Regions from separate parts of the Mus musculus genome. Here regions 1, 2, 4 and 5 are each linked to region 3. Evidence: chromatin contacts called from public Hi-C, HiChIP or PLAC-seq and promoter capture Hi-C data. All regions are on one chromosome and are shown on one strand. Each heading gives the region's core, a stretch centred on a gene start, on an enhancer-like site or on the middle of the called end of the contact. The rest is flanking DNA. Distances are from core to core; before and after follow the strand shown. Region 1 overlaps Ube2e2 (ubiquitin-conjugating enzyme E2E 2). Region 2 overlaps Ube2e2 (ubiquitin-conjugating enzyme E2E 2). Region 3 holds the start of Ube2e2 (ubiquitin-conjugating enzyme E2E 2). Region 4 has its middle 70 kb from the start of Ube2e2. Region 5 has its middle 58 kb from the start of Gm41099.

Region 1 (2,974 bases), core at 305-2,804, 110 kb after region 3:
TTTATTCAACTCTTTATTTTCCTTCATTGACTTAGTCGGTACCATCTTTGGCACATGTGTTACTCATTATATATTGTTTGAAGACTTTCCCATTGGGGGTCTTGCAATTTGTACTTTGATTCCTTTAAAATGGAAAAGATACTATGATTTTAATTCATTTCAATTTTTGAAAGTTTCTTTAATGACATAGGGGATGCAGCCTGTTTGGGTGTCTGCTTTTATTGGCTCTTAAAGTATAATTATGTTTTAAGTATTGTGAACCTGTAAGTCACATCCTGCTGTGTGGCTCCTTGTTCAGTTGCCTTCTTGAATTTCTGTGCACCCTTATTGTGCATTTCTGAGGACACTTTTAGATTTATCTTTCTTTACTCTATTCTGGTGTAAGATACTGCTACTTCCCCTAAGGCTGAGATCCTTCTGTTATTATGAAGTTCCCTGTTTGCTTTTTGCAGTTTTCTTTATTTTAAATACACTTTATCTGACACAAATGTAGCCACTTTGCTTTGTTGTTGTTTTCATGATTTATCTCTTTCTACCATGACATGCAGTGTGTTTCTTTGAACTCTGACAGTAAATCAAAGCCAAGTTTAGAGTCAGACCCCTGGCAGTTCTCTTGTGTAGCCTCCCAAGTGGAAAGCTGCAAACAGGGTGACCCAGTGAGTAAAACACTTGTTACCAAGCCTGACAACCTGAATTTAATCCCTGATACAGACTTGATGAAAAGAACTGACTCTGACAAATTGTCCTCTGGTCTTCATACACATACTGTGGCAATATGGCCTCCCCAAATACACATAAACACATACAAGTAAATAATGGTTTATAAGATAAAAGAAATGGAGTTGATCAGAAATTTTCTTCCACTTTTAAAACTATATGTTTGTATGTATACATTTATATGTGTGTGTGTGTGTGTGTGTGTGTGTACCTTGTATTGATTAGAAATAATGATCTTTAATTCTTCAATACATGGGGAGTACTATGGAAACAATCTGTCTGGTGATGAGATTGCTGTTTTCTCTGTGTATCCAGTGTACTCTGCTGTGTAGGCCCTGCCACTTCTGAAAGGGTGATTTCAGATAAGTGATGATGAATAAAGAAAGATAAGTAATTGAGGGAACATTAGAGTCATGTTATCACAAACGACAGTGGTCTTTGTGGTTATTTAAAAAAAGAATAGCAAGGCCTAAATAACAGTAGGAAGAACAAAGGTTATGACCGAAAACTGGGCAAAAGAATGTGCTGCATTTCTGGAACTTAATAACTTTTAGCTTCCTGACATCTTGGCATGGCTGTTACTGTTTGTTTTGTGCTGCAGTTGTGGGATATTAAATCATGATCCTATTTGAACAAAACTATCTAATTACCCAGGGAATATATTATTTCCCTGAATCTTGAAATCATTTTGATAATTGTAAAGAAAACTTGTAACACCTTGTAAAAACTGCTCTGCAACTCAGTGCTTTTAAAAACTGATGCCTGATGATGCATATGTTTGTCATCTGTGGTCAGTGCACCATATCTTTGTCAGCTGTGGTCAGTGCAGCTACACACTTAGTTACGGGTAAATGAAGCCTGACACTGGTGGTCACCCTTGTCCCTCTCCCACTCTGCCATTCTACTGGTTATGAGTTCAGCCCTAATTGGAAGTAGGAACTAGCCCCAGATAGAGGCCTGAGACCTGAGTTTCCAAGCTATGTTTAAATGGTTTGGGGGGCATATGCTCCCCAACTGTCAGTGGCAGTGAGCTCTTTGAACTTTGCCCTCTTTTCCCTTGAAATATTTCATCATGACGTGAGCCCAGAACTAGCATACTTCACTCAATTTTCTTAATTATAAGAGAAAACAACAAGGCCCAGGAAACTTCTATAGCATTCCATTTGTTTTAAGAACAGCAACCTGAGTGATACATAATGTAGTGAAATTACCTGCAACTGTTCATGACCCTACATCGTGCTTGTCATAAGTAACAGTGTCTGGAAGTTGTTCACAAGTTTACAGAGGCCACTGAATACCACCCATTCAACAGATGGCTAAAGCAAACCTCACAGCTTAACAAAAAGAAGATGTCAGTAGACATTGAAACGTGATATTTACATTCAGATCATATTCAAAAGCTGCTCAAAAGTTGAAGTGTATTGTTTGATAACATTCCAGTTGTTGATCATTTTCATACTCATAAGACAGTTAACAGTAGCTGGATTACTCATGAATAAACAAGAGACAACTTCCCAAAGAGGATGGGAGTGAAAATGCCACTGCCGCAAACCAGCCCCAGTCGACCTCTCTCAATCCACGGAAAAAGTTTCTGGGTTCTTGTTACAGGCAGGCATGGAGTTGTAGAGAAATGACAAACAAATAAGAACACAAGGGAGTGGCTGTATCTGGATGTATTTTCTCCAAGCAAACACCAGGCTTTTAATACAGAAGAAAAACAAGAAGGCTAGGTGAATACATCCGTCAAGGTACACTGGTTCTTAACACAAAACAAAGAAAATGCATACATAAAAAGATGGTGGGAGCCAGGCCATGTTTACAACTGAGAATAGGAACAACCCTTAATTAAGATCAGCTAAACACAGGAGCCAGGTGAATGCTCTGATACAATGCTAGTCTATTGTTAAACCCACCACCAGGGGTCCTTTAGTAAATACCTGATTATGCTATTCCTCTGGGCCTAGTGAAAAAGCCCCACCTGAGAACTCTGTTCTACTAACCCTTTCATACTACAACCCACCTATTTCCTAGGCCATTGTGTATTCCCGTGTTTGGTTGTGGCTCAGCTATTGTCCTAAGTAATTACTATGTAGACTGGCCCTGAGCTTTTCTAGCTCTGTTCTTCTTAATGCCTAATAAGTTTCACTGTCTCTACTAGAAGTGAATTTGAATGTTACTGAATAGATAACACTCTTACTGAATTCCAAGCTCAGGGTAGACTTCAAGGACTATCTTGGACATTGGTGAAGGCCAGGGA
Region 2 (3,128 bases), core at 393-2,892, 73 kb after region 3:
GTGCCTCTGTATGCACAGAGATCAAAAAGGATGTTAGTCTGCAGAGCTGAAGGTGCAGGTGCTTATAGGACACCTGGCTTGGTATGAAGGTGCTAGGCTCTTAAATCCAGCCTTGTGAGTAGTGATTCATTACTAAATTATATTTAGAGTCAACATGTTTCAACCATAATAAAATTCAATATATGGGAAAAAAGTCTTAAATTACCTCCTTCAGTTTCAAAGGTAAACAGAATAGATTACATAATCCTAACCATCTCTCTGATACTTTTGTGTATTAATTAGGAGCTGTAACTCTCCCAAAATGCATGGTAGAATTACTGCAATTATTTGACTTATTCATCTATTTAAAATAGGCAAGACAAACTTACTGTGACTAATCTTAAAACTGAAAATGTGAAGGGCTTCAAAATCCAGAGCCATTTGTAGAGAACCCATAGCGGCTTTTCCTGCAACTGATGCCTTAGGATACAGCTACCCCAAAGACACTGTAGGAAGTATCCTTCAACTGTGTGCAAATGGCACATAAAGCATGTAAATGAATCTTGTGTTCACCCTCAAATGATCCATTATGGATATTAAAATATTCTCAAATCTGAAATCTGGATGTCTTTGGCCCTAGCCTTTCAGAGAAGGGATACCCATTCAACCATGGCTCCATGTTCCAGTCCTCTTCAAGATTAAACTCCATCCAGTTGCCATCTTAACAGTGTTTTTGTGGCCCTGAGATATAGGTTAGATTAACAAGTATTCTGCATACGTGTTGCAGCCTAGGGAGCACATGTATTATGTTTTGTTTTCATTGGTGCTTTTTGTTTGTTTGTTTGTGTTGTATTCTTCCTTCCTTTTTCTTTTCTTTTTTTTTTTTCTAACCATTTCCTTGAAACAAGAAATTATAAGTGGACCTAGAAAGATGGCTCAATAGGTAAGAACATTTGCCACATAAAAGTAAGGACCTGAGTTCAGATCTGGTAACCACATAAAAGCTGGGCATGGTAGCTTCTAATTCCCGTGTTAGGAGACAGAGACAGGAGGATCCAGCCAGCCTAGCTTAAATAGCAACTATCCCATTCAGTAAGTAGCCTTGTCTCAGAAATAAGGCCCCTGGTATATGATGGAGAAAAGTAGAGGAGGACACCCGGGGTTACCTCTGCTTCTACCTACACACATGAGCACACATGTGCACAGCCACACAACATAAAAAGTAGGCTGGAAAAGAAGAATAGAACTATTCTTCTTTGGATGATATTTGGGATATTTAAATTTATAAACTGTAATTACATATATTTTTTCCTACTGTGAAGTGTGTGATTGACAAAACCAGTACCATGCTGTCACAGCAGCAGCGGCTGGATGTATGGCTTGCACAGCTGTGTAAGTGACACTCTGAGCTTTGTTTTTTACAACACACAATACACGTGACAGTGATCTGAGGCCTGTGACTTAGCAAAACAAGTACCACACATCCTCCCTTCTTCCACACTGCTGACCATTGTGAAAGGGGGTTTGTGTGACTTAATGACAGTGTGAAAATGCAGCTTGCCAACAAAAACAGCTTTTTGTAAAACCATGTGCTTGCTGTGTGACACCATTCCAGGGAAAATGAACAAACGTTTACTTACCCCAGATAAGAATCTGATGATGGCTCAAAGTAACATACCGCTAAGTACATCGTGGTGAGCCAGTGAGTTTTAGTGGGGTTACCCACAGGAGCAGAAATGACTCAAAGAGAGTTGCATCATTACTACACCCGCTCCCCGAAGCATGGGTGATGGGTTATGGAAGCTGCAAACCTGAGAGGCAGTACATAGTTTGCAGGTAGCCTGACAGGCTGGAGAATGTCTCTTCCAGGAAGCATTGTTGGTTTCTGCCGCTTTTAGATGGTTTGGTAAGTCTGAAAGTGTCTCTCAACAGCAGTCCTAACTGCTTATATAAGCTTTGGTAAGCTTCTGATAAGTTTTAGGGACTTTCTGAAGCTTTTGACTATTTTCTTTGTGAATTTTGAGGCACATCCTGGTCTGAACAGGCTTCCCCGAAGCACATGGTGCCTTGTCTGGAGGAGGCACCGCACAGCGAGGCTTTAAGTGGCAGCAGAGGCTTTATGTGCCACAGCGAGGCTTTATGTGGCAGTAGTGGAAGAGAAACAGATCTGAAGGTTGTCTTGTCAGTGGTATCTCTTACCTTTTGTGTTTAGTTTGTGAAGAGACTAATAAGATTCCAATAATGGCTAGATGCTATTTTTTAGATATTATCCTTTAACAGGGAATCTTTAAAGTATGTACACTGAATGCTTCGTATGTGAAGCGCATTGCAGTAGACTGTTGAGAGATGCAGAATGCCTCTTCTCTTATAAGTAAAATGGTTAGTAAAAAAGAATAAAACAAGAACACAAACTCAGAGGGTGACTTTTAGAAATGTTATGTTTTTATAATAATTCATTGTGTGTGTGTGCATGTGTATGTGCATGGACATGCAGTGTATGATATACCATCCGTGTGGAAATTAGAGGACAACTTACATTATATGGGATTAGCAAATCGAACTCATGTCATTGGTCTTGTCAGCAACCATCTTTAGTAGCTGAGTTGTCACCCCAGACCCCCAAAAAACCCAAACCCTTTTAAAAGTCTCTGTAACCTTTGTTGGCCTGGTCCTCACTAGATACCCAGGCTTGAAATCATTAGTCATTCTCTTGTGTAGGATCACTGCCCAGTGATATTAACCAATTTAGGTTAAGTTGAAGTACATATGGCGCATGAGGTATGTGTTGAAAGAAGGTAGGACAGAATACTTCAGGGCAAATCATAAACTGGAGAGGAAATCTTTCAGTGAGATGGGAGAGGGGTCACAGGCTCTAAGACCAGTAATGACGGAGATGGGTAAGGGTAGTGGGAAGAAATGTCAGTTAATGAGTCTTTTGGAATCTGGAATTGTCTCTTTTCTAGGGACCCAAGAAACATGACAACACAAGAAGAAGCCATGCACAGAGCTGCTAGAGCTACTGTTGCAGCTAAAGATGTGCAGCTGCAACTAAGACCATGGGCAGCATGCTTCTGTAGAAATCAAGGGGTCTGCTCATACTCAGATTCAGTCACATGACAAACGAGCTGAACTTATATAAAATGATTGAA
Region 3 (2,733 bases), core at 232-2,731:
ATAATCAGAAGAATGGGAATAGGCAAAGAGTTCATGAGGTTAAGACTGTCTATGAAATACTGTATTTGATCATATTCTAAATATGATGCATTTCTACTAATACACTGTACTATGTCGGAAATACACACACCATGAGACAGATTTAAGTGGCCACACAAACCAGAAAACCAGGTTTCACTCATTTCTAACTCTTCCTCTCATACATTCTTGAGCTGACATTCGTAAGGACAAAGGTGCTGTCATTTTTTTTTTCTCAGTAGTCAGTTCCAGGCTAGACATTACTAGCTGCTTTGGGCAGTTTTCAGTGATGTAATTGGTTAAAAGCCAGTTCTTGAATGTATCTCGTGGAAGCATTTTCTGTTCCAGATACAGGTTATGAGTCTTGTATTGCTCTAGTCTCTGGGGTCTTTTTGCACTAGTTGTTTAGGCTGCTTGATTGACTCAGAACTTCACATTCCCATGGTGGCCTATGGCATCTGGTAGGTTGGGTTTCCCATGGTTTCCTATGTATTGGCTAGCACTGTTCAAGTGATTTGGACCATACTTGAAATGGAGGTCTGTCTTTAGCCCTCTCTGCTGAGCAGGACTAGTGCATGGGCTCAGCCACTCCCAAGAATCCTCACAGAAGTTAAGAGTAGTCCTAGATCTCAGCGGTTATGATAGGCTGGAGGTGTTGTGTGTGTGTGTGTGTGGGTGGTGGTGGTGGTGGTGGTGGTGGTGGTGGTGGTGGTGGTGGTGGTGGTGGTGAAGTGAGTTCATGGGCGCTGAGTTAACAAAGCATGTGCAGGTTTTTGTTTTGTTTTGTTTTGTTTTGTTTTAAGTAGCTATTTTGGGCTACAATGACAGGGCAACCTTATATTCCTCAGGCCACCCACAGCATGGCTACTATCCCACCTGTGTCTTTCAGGCACAGTGGCAGCCTCCCACTTGCTCTGATAGTGCTGCCCCCTTCGTCCCGCCCCGCCCTCCCCAGCCTCCCAGAGTGACAGCTAGCAGCCCTGGACAGGACTAGGCACCGCAGGACCTTCCCTGCAGCAGTTAAGGGGTAAAATGTGGCTTCACCCGGGCCCACGCGAAGTTTTCCAACAGCGGTGCAGGTGGGTCCTGCGCGAGCACGAGCTGGTGGTGCAGGTGTGTGTGTGTGTGTGTGTGTGTGTGTGTGTGTGTGTGTGTTCTCCCTACCCCTCATCCCAGTCCGCCGCACTGCACCTTATTGAAGCGCAACCCCACCCCTTAGCCCGCGTGTCCCTTTAATTCGTGCGCTCCTCAAGGTCCTCTCGTCCCTCCCTTCCCGCCGCCGTTGAGCCTCGATTTCCCTCCTCCCTTTCCCTTCGCCCTAACCCGCCTTTGCTCCGGCCCGCCCAGCCCAGGACTCAGCTGTCACTTTACTTTTGCGCGCGCACCTCACAGGTCCTCGAGCGGGCACGCGCCGGCGGGGGCGGGGCTAAATCGCGTCGCGGGCTCGCGGGCGCGACACCGCGAGGCCGACGTGGGGCTCGCGCTGTCGCGGGCTCTCAGGGCAGGCAGGGCGAGCGCGCGCTTGGGAGGGGGCGCGCGCGGACGGCGGGCGGCGGCGGCGGTGGCGGCGGCGGCGGCTCGCGGAGGCGGCGGTTTCACTCCCGGACTCGGCGTCGGAGCCGCGGCTGGAGCGCGGGCGACGCCGCGAGGTGAGTAGGTGAGGGCGGGCGGGCGTGGCCGCGGCCAGAGCCGCGGCGTGGGGCGCGCGGGGACCCCACGCGGCGAGGGCCAGCCCGGCGAGATCCCCGCCCCCGCCGCGGCCTCGGCTCGGGTGCGCGCCCGCGGCCCCGCAGGCCTCCCTGACCCTGCGCGTGTCCGCTGGGGCCCGCGCGCCCCTCCCCCGTCCCGCAGAGTGTGGCCGTCCTTCGCCCACGAGGACCTCTCCCCTCCCCTCCCGAGCCCACCGCAGCCAGGAACTAAGTCTCCGCAAAGTCCAGGATGGATGTCGCGGCGCAAAGTGCCCGGCTGTCCGGAGCTCTTCCCAAATTGCATAATTGCTACAGGAGGTGAGGGTGAGGGAGTACCCGCTGGGTGTGTGCGTGATGCCCCGGGGTGTGGGTTGTCACACTGGTCTTTTGTAATGCCCGATGCTTGGCACAGTTTGGCTCCGAAGCCAGTTTTCCTCTGGCTTCTCTGCAGCACCCACTGGCCTGATTGGAAACTGGATTACCCTTGTCCTCCCACCCCCACCCACCCCCTCTTCGCTACTAATGTTTTGATCCATTTGCCCTTTTCCAATTCTAATGAACATAAAGCCTGGCTTCTTGTGTCTCTTTTTCCACAACTAACCAGAAATGCCCCATCCATCTTCCCTAAAGGAAATTAAGGCCGCATTAGAGAGACATCATCACCCTGGGCTTGGTGGCAGCTCTTGGACTTATTTGCTGATTTGCAAGATTCTTATCCTCTAACCTTGTATTTTGTAATTTTGAGGGTCTACTTGAGTATTTCCATTTTAAAGTACAAAAGAATGTGCTAGGACTTACCTCTGATTACCTTACTGTTTTTAAGATTTTTTTAAAGCTCATCTTAGTTTTAAATCCTTGGATTTTGAAAAGCATGCTCTAGAAATGCAATCTTGGGAATCTAAATATTTGTCTTTCTTCAGGCAGTCAGGATGCTCCTGGGCGCTTGGCAGTCTTGTTTGTGGGTGATGGTGAAGATGGAGTGTTTTCATATGTCATACCTTGAGCTCTTTCCTCTAGGGCACAGCAC
Region 4 (2,898 bases), core at 247-2,746, 70 kb before region 3:
CTCAAACAGGGCAGAAACCTGGAGGCAGGAGCTGGTACATAGTCCATGGAACAGTACTTCTTACTGGCTTGCTCACATTCTGCTTTCTTATAGAACCAATGACCACCATCCCTGGAGTGGTACCACAAACAGAGGGCTACCACCCCATCAGTAACTAATTCAGAAAATGCCCAACAAGCTTGTCCACAGCCTGGTCTTCTGGAGACATTTTCTCAACTGAGGCTCCCTACTCCCAAATTACTCTAGCTTATGTCAAGTTGATATAAAAACCAGCCATCACATGAAGTTATAGTCTGACAGCTGGAGGACCCTTGAAGGGAGAGAATGTGGCCCCAGATCACCAGTAGAAAAGACCAAAGAGGGGCTCATGATTCAGGACTAGAAAGACAGATTCTGTCCTACTCTCCCAGACCATATCTGCTTGTTCTTGGACAAGTAGAGGGACTGGATTGAGCCATGAAGCCTTCATTTATTCCTAGTGAGGGAAGGGTCAGGTAGAAGGTTGGCTGCTGCAGTTGGAAACTCACCCTGCAGACCAAGAATAACAAAGGAGGAGTCAGCACAGCTCCAGGTATCAGTGCTGGAGTTGGTCAACTTTGGGATGGAAAACATATCCTTACATGTGCTGTCAGGAAGCTGTTGGAATTCATCAAAAGACCCTCACTCGCAAAGACCATAGAAACTGCCATTGTTACAAACCGCATGAGGATTTTTATTGATCCAACATGTTGGGGACTCCCCTCTCAGCAAGCAGACCAGAAGAGAGACCCAGAACAAAGAAAGATCACACTTTTTATACCTTTGCAAGAGGCAGATTTGAGCAACAGGGTTCTCATTGGTGTAGCCCTTTCAGGCATTGGTTGGTTTGTATAGTGACTAAGTAACCCTTTGGCCTAGTTCCACACTTTGCCTGCCCTCATAGTAGATTATTATGATTTGGTCAGCTTTTAGCTATTAACATCACAGGGAATTCTAGCAAGGTCAGGGGATCTGCAGTCTTTCTCAGAATTTAGTGTGGGGCAGGGTAGGGGGATTTCTCTGGGAGCTGCTATCTTGTTACAGTTTTTTCTCTGAGAACAGCTAATATTATTTTGGCAGTTGCAAGCTTAGTCATTTTGACCGCTAAAACTATGTTTTTACATTTGTTTAGTCAGCCAGTTGTCTGGCTCTGCACTTGGCCTGCTAGGACAGTTTGGAAAGTCCTCTTCGAAGGGGGAAGGTACCGGGTGGTCTTGAACTCATTTTGAATATTACAAAGCCACTGCTGGAAGACTACATCCCCACCTGGGGCTTCACCTCAGTGTGAGCACCTACCAAACTAGAATGACAATTCTACACTAGAATAAACCTGAGGACTCTAGGCAAAGAGTTTTCTAATTCAGCCTCCTGCTGTTAAGGCCTGGCCTATTGCCCTTTATTGACAACAGAGTACAGGTTGTCCACCAGCAGGGTGAAAGGTGCTTTTCCACCTGCTTTGTCTATACCAACTAGGCCAAACCTGTGTTTACATAAGTCTGGAGAAGGAAAGAATCCAGACCCTGGAACAAGATTAGAGCGATCGGTCAGCCTTAGAACTGTGCTGTTTATTTATGTGTTTAATTGGGGCAAAGTTCTGGGTTCTGTTTCTAGGTGCTATAATCAAAGCCCCAAGGGATTGTCAGAGAACATTTAAAGGTTTGTGTTGGGAATTGATTCTAATGCTTTGTCTTAATTTGGCTCTCAAAATCACTCTAGAATCTACATGTCCAGATGTTGAGGGACCCTGTCCCCAATTGGTTTCTGATTGATCAATAAAGAGCCAGAAGCCAATGGCAGGGCATGAGGACAAAGGCAGAACTTTTAGGATTCCCTGAAAGAAACACAGAGGGAAAAGGGAAGATTTGTCATGGCTCAGAAGCAGAGAGATCAAATTAAGAGCTGCAGGAGAGAAATCATCCAGCAATGTACGTACAAAGGGAAAGTGGGCCTGTGGAAGGGCTGTCCAGAAAGAGACAGGGCAGTAAAGATAAAATACAGATTTAGAACGTGTTAATTCAGGAATCCTGGAGGGGGAGTGTGTGCTAGCTGCAGGGAGGTTTGGAAGTGCCCAGCCATTGAGCTAGTTAAGACAGATTTAGAACAATTGGGTGGGTGCACACTCACCAGGGACATAGAGTAGCCATTCAAGATTTACTGCTACAGGTTTGAGAAAAGTATCTGGAATCCTGGATGATGTTATAATAACCTATGAATATCAATGGAGACACAACTGTAGCTCCCTTTGCCCCCACCCTACATTGTGACCATAATCTCTCTTATACTGTACTTAGATTCTGCCATATGTCCCAGAACACAGGACAAGTAGAGTGGCCTTGGACACATTTCCAAGCCTCCTAGGATCATTTATTCACCACCAAAAGCAGAAAGACTGAAATTCTGCGTTCTCCCCAGTACATAGTCTATGACTCTGTGGTGTTCCATAATTTCAAGGCTGATCTTCCTGTTGTCACTGATGCATGCAGAAGAGTTTTGAGTCTGCCAGAGGCTATGGGGCCACTGCATAGTGAGAGAAAAGCCACAAATGAATGGGTTCTCTTTAAACATTTACACCATATCACTGAAGGAAGTCATAGAAGGAACCTAAAACTGACAGCATTAAGGGGCACAGTGTGCTAGCTTGTTGACTCAAGCTCAGCTAGTTTTCTTACACAGCCCAGACCCAAGATCTATGGATGGTGCTGCCCATGGGGCCCACCTATACCAATTAGCAATCAAGATAATCTCTCAAACATTTGATGGAGGCAATTCTTCAAATAAAATGCCCTCTTCCCAGGTGACTTTATATTTTATACACTGGTCAATAAAAACTGACCAGAGCATAAATGTAGACCTTATCTCAAATAAAAGCAATCTTTTTTT
Region 5 (3,064 bases), core at 103-2,602, 90 kb before region 3:
TTTTAGAATGTCAGCTTCCCCAGACAAAAGAGCCCTTGGTTACGTGTTTGAAGTCCCTGGCCACATCCTTCAGATATCTTGCCTCGTAGCTGTGCGGTGACTATTAATGAAATCACTGAATATGGTATATTTGACATAACACACATAGAGATAGCAGCCCAAGAAAGCCTGGATTTTGGTGTCTCCAGCTCTCTGAACTGACTACCAACACTGAACAAGGTGTCCCTTGTTCCTGCTTTCATCTTCCCACTTTTAAAAGCTGCCAGCATAATTTTACTGACATCTGAAGTATTGCCTTCATGCCCTTTGTTATTTGAGATTTCTCAAGAGTTGTATGATACAAAGGTTTAGTTCTTGGGTAAGCAAAAGTTGTTTCTTGGTGAATTTGAAATCCTATTGTAGACAGAGGAGGTGAGTTTCACCTGCAAATGTGAAGAGCCCCAGTTTCACTGTCCCATTCTCAACTGGAAGGAGACTTCTCAAACAAAGTGTTCATTTAGTATTTCAGGCTTAGCAAAAACCTTTTAGATATTTGAGCCCTAATAAAAATATAAAAGCAAACCTGCAAATGAAAACGGTTACTGAATGCTTCAAAGCACAACATCCTATTACCTAACTAGATCTATAACATGTCTATCCTTCAGTTACAAAATGGCTTGGATTTAAAATGGGCAAACTTTTAATATTAACTTATTCTGTATGGCATACACACATAATATTTTACCTGGTATTGATTTATGTTCTAATTGTTCCAAACTAAGGAACTATCTCACTCATTGCTTTGCCATCTTACTCATTGCTCAAGTGGTTCAAGCTACTCTCTTGAAATTTTTAAAAGAGCAAGTGACATGGTTAATCTTTATTATTAACGTTTTATGTTTACTATGTAATATGTTAATAATACTATATATTATTTATTGGGGATGCACATATGTTTACACACACATGTGTGGTGGTCAGAGGACAAACTGAGGGAATTGTTTTTATCATACTGTGGAGGTTTTGGTGATCTAACTCAGGTCACAGATTTAATGCCTTTATCTTCTGATCTACCTTACAGGCACTCTGTCTGTATGTAACACCCACAATGCTCTGCAGCAGCCCCAGGTGGGCCTTATTGGCAGGTATAACACTTAAGTGGTCACTTGTTTACCACAGCCTGTCGATCCCTGATCAACCAGTTATGACACAGGGCAGCCCAGGACATCTCTTCAGTGCATTTCCACAGCTCCATCTTTCTGTACCTCCACAGCAGGCTCTGGGTGCTGTTTGAGGAATGAAGTAATCAATGTTCCCTGCCAGTACTTATAAAATATTCTGCTTTATGGAACAGCATCTCCTGCTGCTTCAGGCACTCATCCAGTTAAAGCAAAATCTGGAAGGAACAGAAGGAGGCAGTTTTATATCCATTGTACTTAGAGCAGTAGGGGAAAAATTAGGTTCATGGAGAGAGAGAGAGAGAGAGAGAGAGAGAGAGAGAGAGAGCGAGCGAGCTTGTCTTGGAACATTTTTTTTCCTTAAAAAGGATGGCTATCTTGGATATGTCTAAATGAAGTTACAAACCGGACATGCTTATATATGGCCATGAATTTTATATGTATGGGAAGACAGCCCACCTGACCCACAAAGGTTGTACCATCTCTTCATCTACTACCACACAGTGCCATCATCTCTACTCAGGCTCTTCCTTCTCACTGAGTCTTACTCAGAACGCTGAATTTTAGGAAAGGGCCTTTGGTGAGTTATGGCACTCAGTGCTTTCACTTGTACTTCTTTCTTACTAGCTGTGACAAGATTTTTACTCTTTGTACAAGAGAAGCCAAACCCATGCAAGAACAACCTGTCAAGAATACTTACAGCCTGTAGTTAACTCTCCCCAAGTGTGACTTAACCAGCTAGGTGTTGCTGAGGACACATGACCAACACTACAGGTTAATGCCTCTGTGAGCACTGCAGGAGGCACTGTAAAGGGAAGGTCAGAGAACTGAGAAATGACTATTAGTTGGCATTTATTAATCCTGGGTGCTGTGTTCAGCTCTGAAGAATGGAGCACAAACAAAAACAGATTGCCTCTCACAACCTGTGCACTCCTTGACAAAAAGGAAATGGCCTTCACTGACAGTAAATAACAGTATGTAGTAGAAACACCCTGAATCCATAAACAAAGTCAAAAGATACCAAAATAAAAGCCAAATGAATTACTAATGCTGGCATCCTTCACTTACAACTTACTTTGTGTACAGCAAAATCTTGCATGTCTAGATGACAGGCCAGTTAGACGCAGCCTGGGGCTATGCCATCAGTTTTCATGAGGCTTCCCAATCTGTAGATTGTATATGATAGAGTTGAGGGCTTGTGACAGGAATAGTATGACCAGGAATGTACAACTGCCATCTGACCCTTTACAGAAAAGGTTTCTTGACCTACTTTACTAGAAGAAATCTTGTTTCCAATCTGTACTTTTCTTTATACATTAATATAGTAATTGTTATATATTCATTCAAAATCAAGACTCAGTTTAATTTAAGAATTCACCAAGCATATATTAAAAAGGCTTGTCTCTCTTTTTCTATCTCTCCCTCTTTCCTCCTCTCTCCCTCCCCCTTTCAGCTTTGTACTTGCAGTTCAAGATGTCAGGTCCCAGATCCTGTTGTCTTAACTACTGCCTGCTACATGGTGTCCCCACCATCAAGGATCCCAACCCTTTGGAGATTGAGACCAAATAAGCCTTTCCTTTTCTAAGTTGTCATGGTCATAGTATTTAATCCCAGTCATAGAAAAGTACCTAAGATTCTTTCTCTGAACAGCCCAAAGATCTAGATAGACAGCTAAAAGGAACACAAGCTCATCCCAGACATCACTCTGTAGCAGATAACAAATAGTCTATGATTAAATTTCTAGAACAATTCTAAGTAGCATTTGAAAAGTGTTCAAAATACTGAGACACTTATAAGGATTAGTTTAAGGTCTATGAGCTCTTGAAAAAGAAACAAACATGCCGGGCATGGTGGTGCACGCCTTTAATCCCAGCACTTGGGAGGCAGAGGCAGGTGGATTTCTGAGT

The links. Promoter capture Hi-C pulls out the DNA fragments that hold promoters and counts their contacts. A called contact is a pair of places that touch in the nucleus more often than the background predicts. HiChIP or PLAC-seq counts read pairs in DNA pulled down with a chosen protein or histone mark.
Region 1: a Hi-C map of myocytes shows a contact between it and region 3, with 4 times the contacts expected there. The contact joins the enhancer-like site here to the promoter of Ube2e2 in region 3. A contact is called at or near these places in 2 of 39 promoter capture datasets (the 3T3-L1 cell line and liver), 6 of 484 Hi-C or Micro-C datasets (adipose-derived mesenchymal stem cells, cortical neurons, myocytes and 3 more), 6 of 115 datasets of contacts at active chromatin or transcription factors (astrocytes, embryonic forebrain, embryonic stem cells and 3 more) and 2 of 9 other capture datasets (adipose tissue and liver).
Region 2: an H3K4me3 HiChIP or PLAC-seq map of the SCID.adh cell line shows a contact between it and region 3, with 11 times the contacts expected there. The contact joins the enhancer-like site here to the promoter of Ube2e2 in region 3. A contact is called at or near these places in 7 of 39 promoter capture datasets (the 3T3-L1 cell line, 3T3-L1-derived adipocytes, embryonic stem cells and 3 more), 5 of 484 Hi-C or Micro-C datasets (Th1 cells, cortical glia, group 2 innate lymphoid cells and 2 more), 6 of 115 datasets of contacts at active chromatin or transcription factors (the SCID.adh cell line, astrocytes, embryonic stem cells and 1 more) and 2 of 9 other capture datasets (adipose tissue and liver).
Region 4: a Hi-C map of liver shows a contact between it and region 3, with 2.2 times the contacts expected there. The contact joins the enhancer-like site here to the promoter of Ube2e2 in region 3. A contact is called at or near these places in 1 of 39 promoter capture datasets (liver), 3 of 484 Hi-C or Micro-C datasets (all in liver), 1 of 115 datasets of contacts at active chromatin or transcription factors (stem cell-derived neural progenitor cells) and 3 of 9 other capture datasets (adipose tissue, liver and pancreatic islet).
Region 5: a promoter capture Hi-C map of hippocampal neurons shows a contact between it and region 3, with 2.2 times the contacts expected there. The contact joins the enhancer-like site here to the promoter of Ube2e2 in region 3. A contact is called at or near these places in 4 of 39 promoter capture datasets (the 3T3-L1 cell line, hippocampal neurons, liver and 1 more), 1 of 484 Hi-C or Micro-C datasets (cerebral cortex), 2 of 115 datasets of contacts at active chromatin or transcription factors (embryonic stem cells and stem cell-derived neural progenitor cells) and 1 of 9 other capture datasets (pancreatic islet).

Annotation. Positions count from the first base shown.
Region 1 is chr14:18,777,746-18,780,719 of GRCm38.p6, reverse strand. The region is part of intron 3 of Ube2e2 (ubiquitin-conjugating enzyme E2E 2); the gene reads left to right. Among named protein-coding and RNA genes, the nearest start is that of Gm22499, 35 kb to the left of the region's middle. Within about 2 kb of position 1,554, at least 28 of the 459 cell types and tissues checked have an H3K27ac peak or open chromatin away from gene starts, as enhancers often do. A contact at or near this core is called in myocytes, where this site is marked.
Region 2 is chr14:18,819,360-18,822,487 of GRCm38.p6, reverse strand. The region is part of intron 3 of Ube2e2 (ubiquitin-conjugating enzyme E2E 2); the gene reads left to right. Among named protein-coding and RNA genes, the nearest start is that of Gm22499, 6.8 kb to the right of the region's middle. Within about 2 kb of position 1,642, at least 29 of the 459 cell types and tissues checked have an H3K27ac peak or open chromatin away from gene starts, as enhancers often do. A contact at or near this core is called in the SCID.adh cell line and cortical glia, where this site is marked.
Region 3 is chr14:18,892,519-18,895,251 of GRCm38.p6, reverse strand. Ube2e2 (ubiquitin-conjugating enzyme E2E 2) reads left to right here and starts at 1,481. Exons shown (of 6, transcript NM_144839.2): 1 at 1,481-1,667.
Region 4 is chr14:18,962,054-18,964,951 of GRCm38.p6, reverse strand. No RefSeq gene overlaps it. Among named protein-coding and RNA genes, the nearest start is that of Ube2e2, 70 kb to the right of the region's middle. Within about 2 kb of position 1,496, at least 5 of the 459 cell types and tissues checked have an H3K27ac peak or open chromatin away from gene starts, as enhancers often do. A contact at or near this core is called in liver, where this site is marked.
Region 5 is chr14:18,982,344-18,985,407 of GRCm38.p6, reverse strand. No RefSeq gene overlaps it. Among named protein-coding and RNA genes, the nearest start is that of Gm41099, 58 kb to the left of the region's middle. Within about 2 kb of position 1,352, at least 11 of the 459 cell types and tissues checked have an H3K27ac peak or open chromatin away from gene starts, as enhancers often do. A contact at or near this core is called in hippocampal neurons, where this site is marked.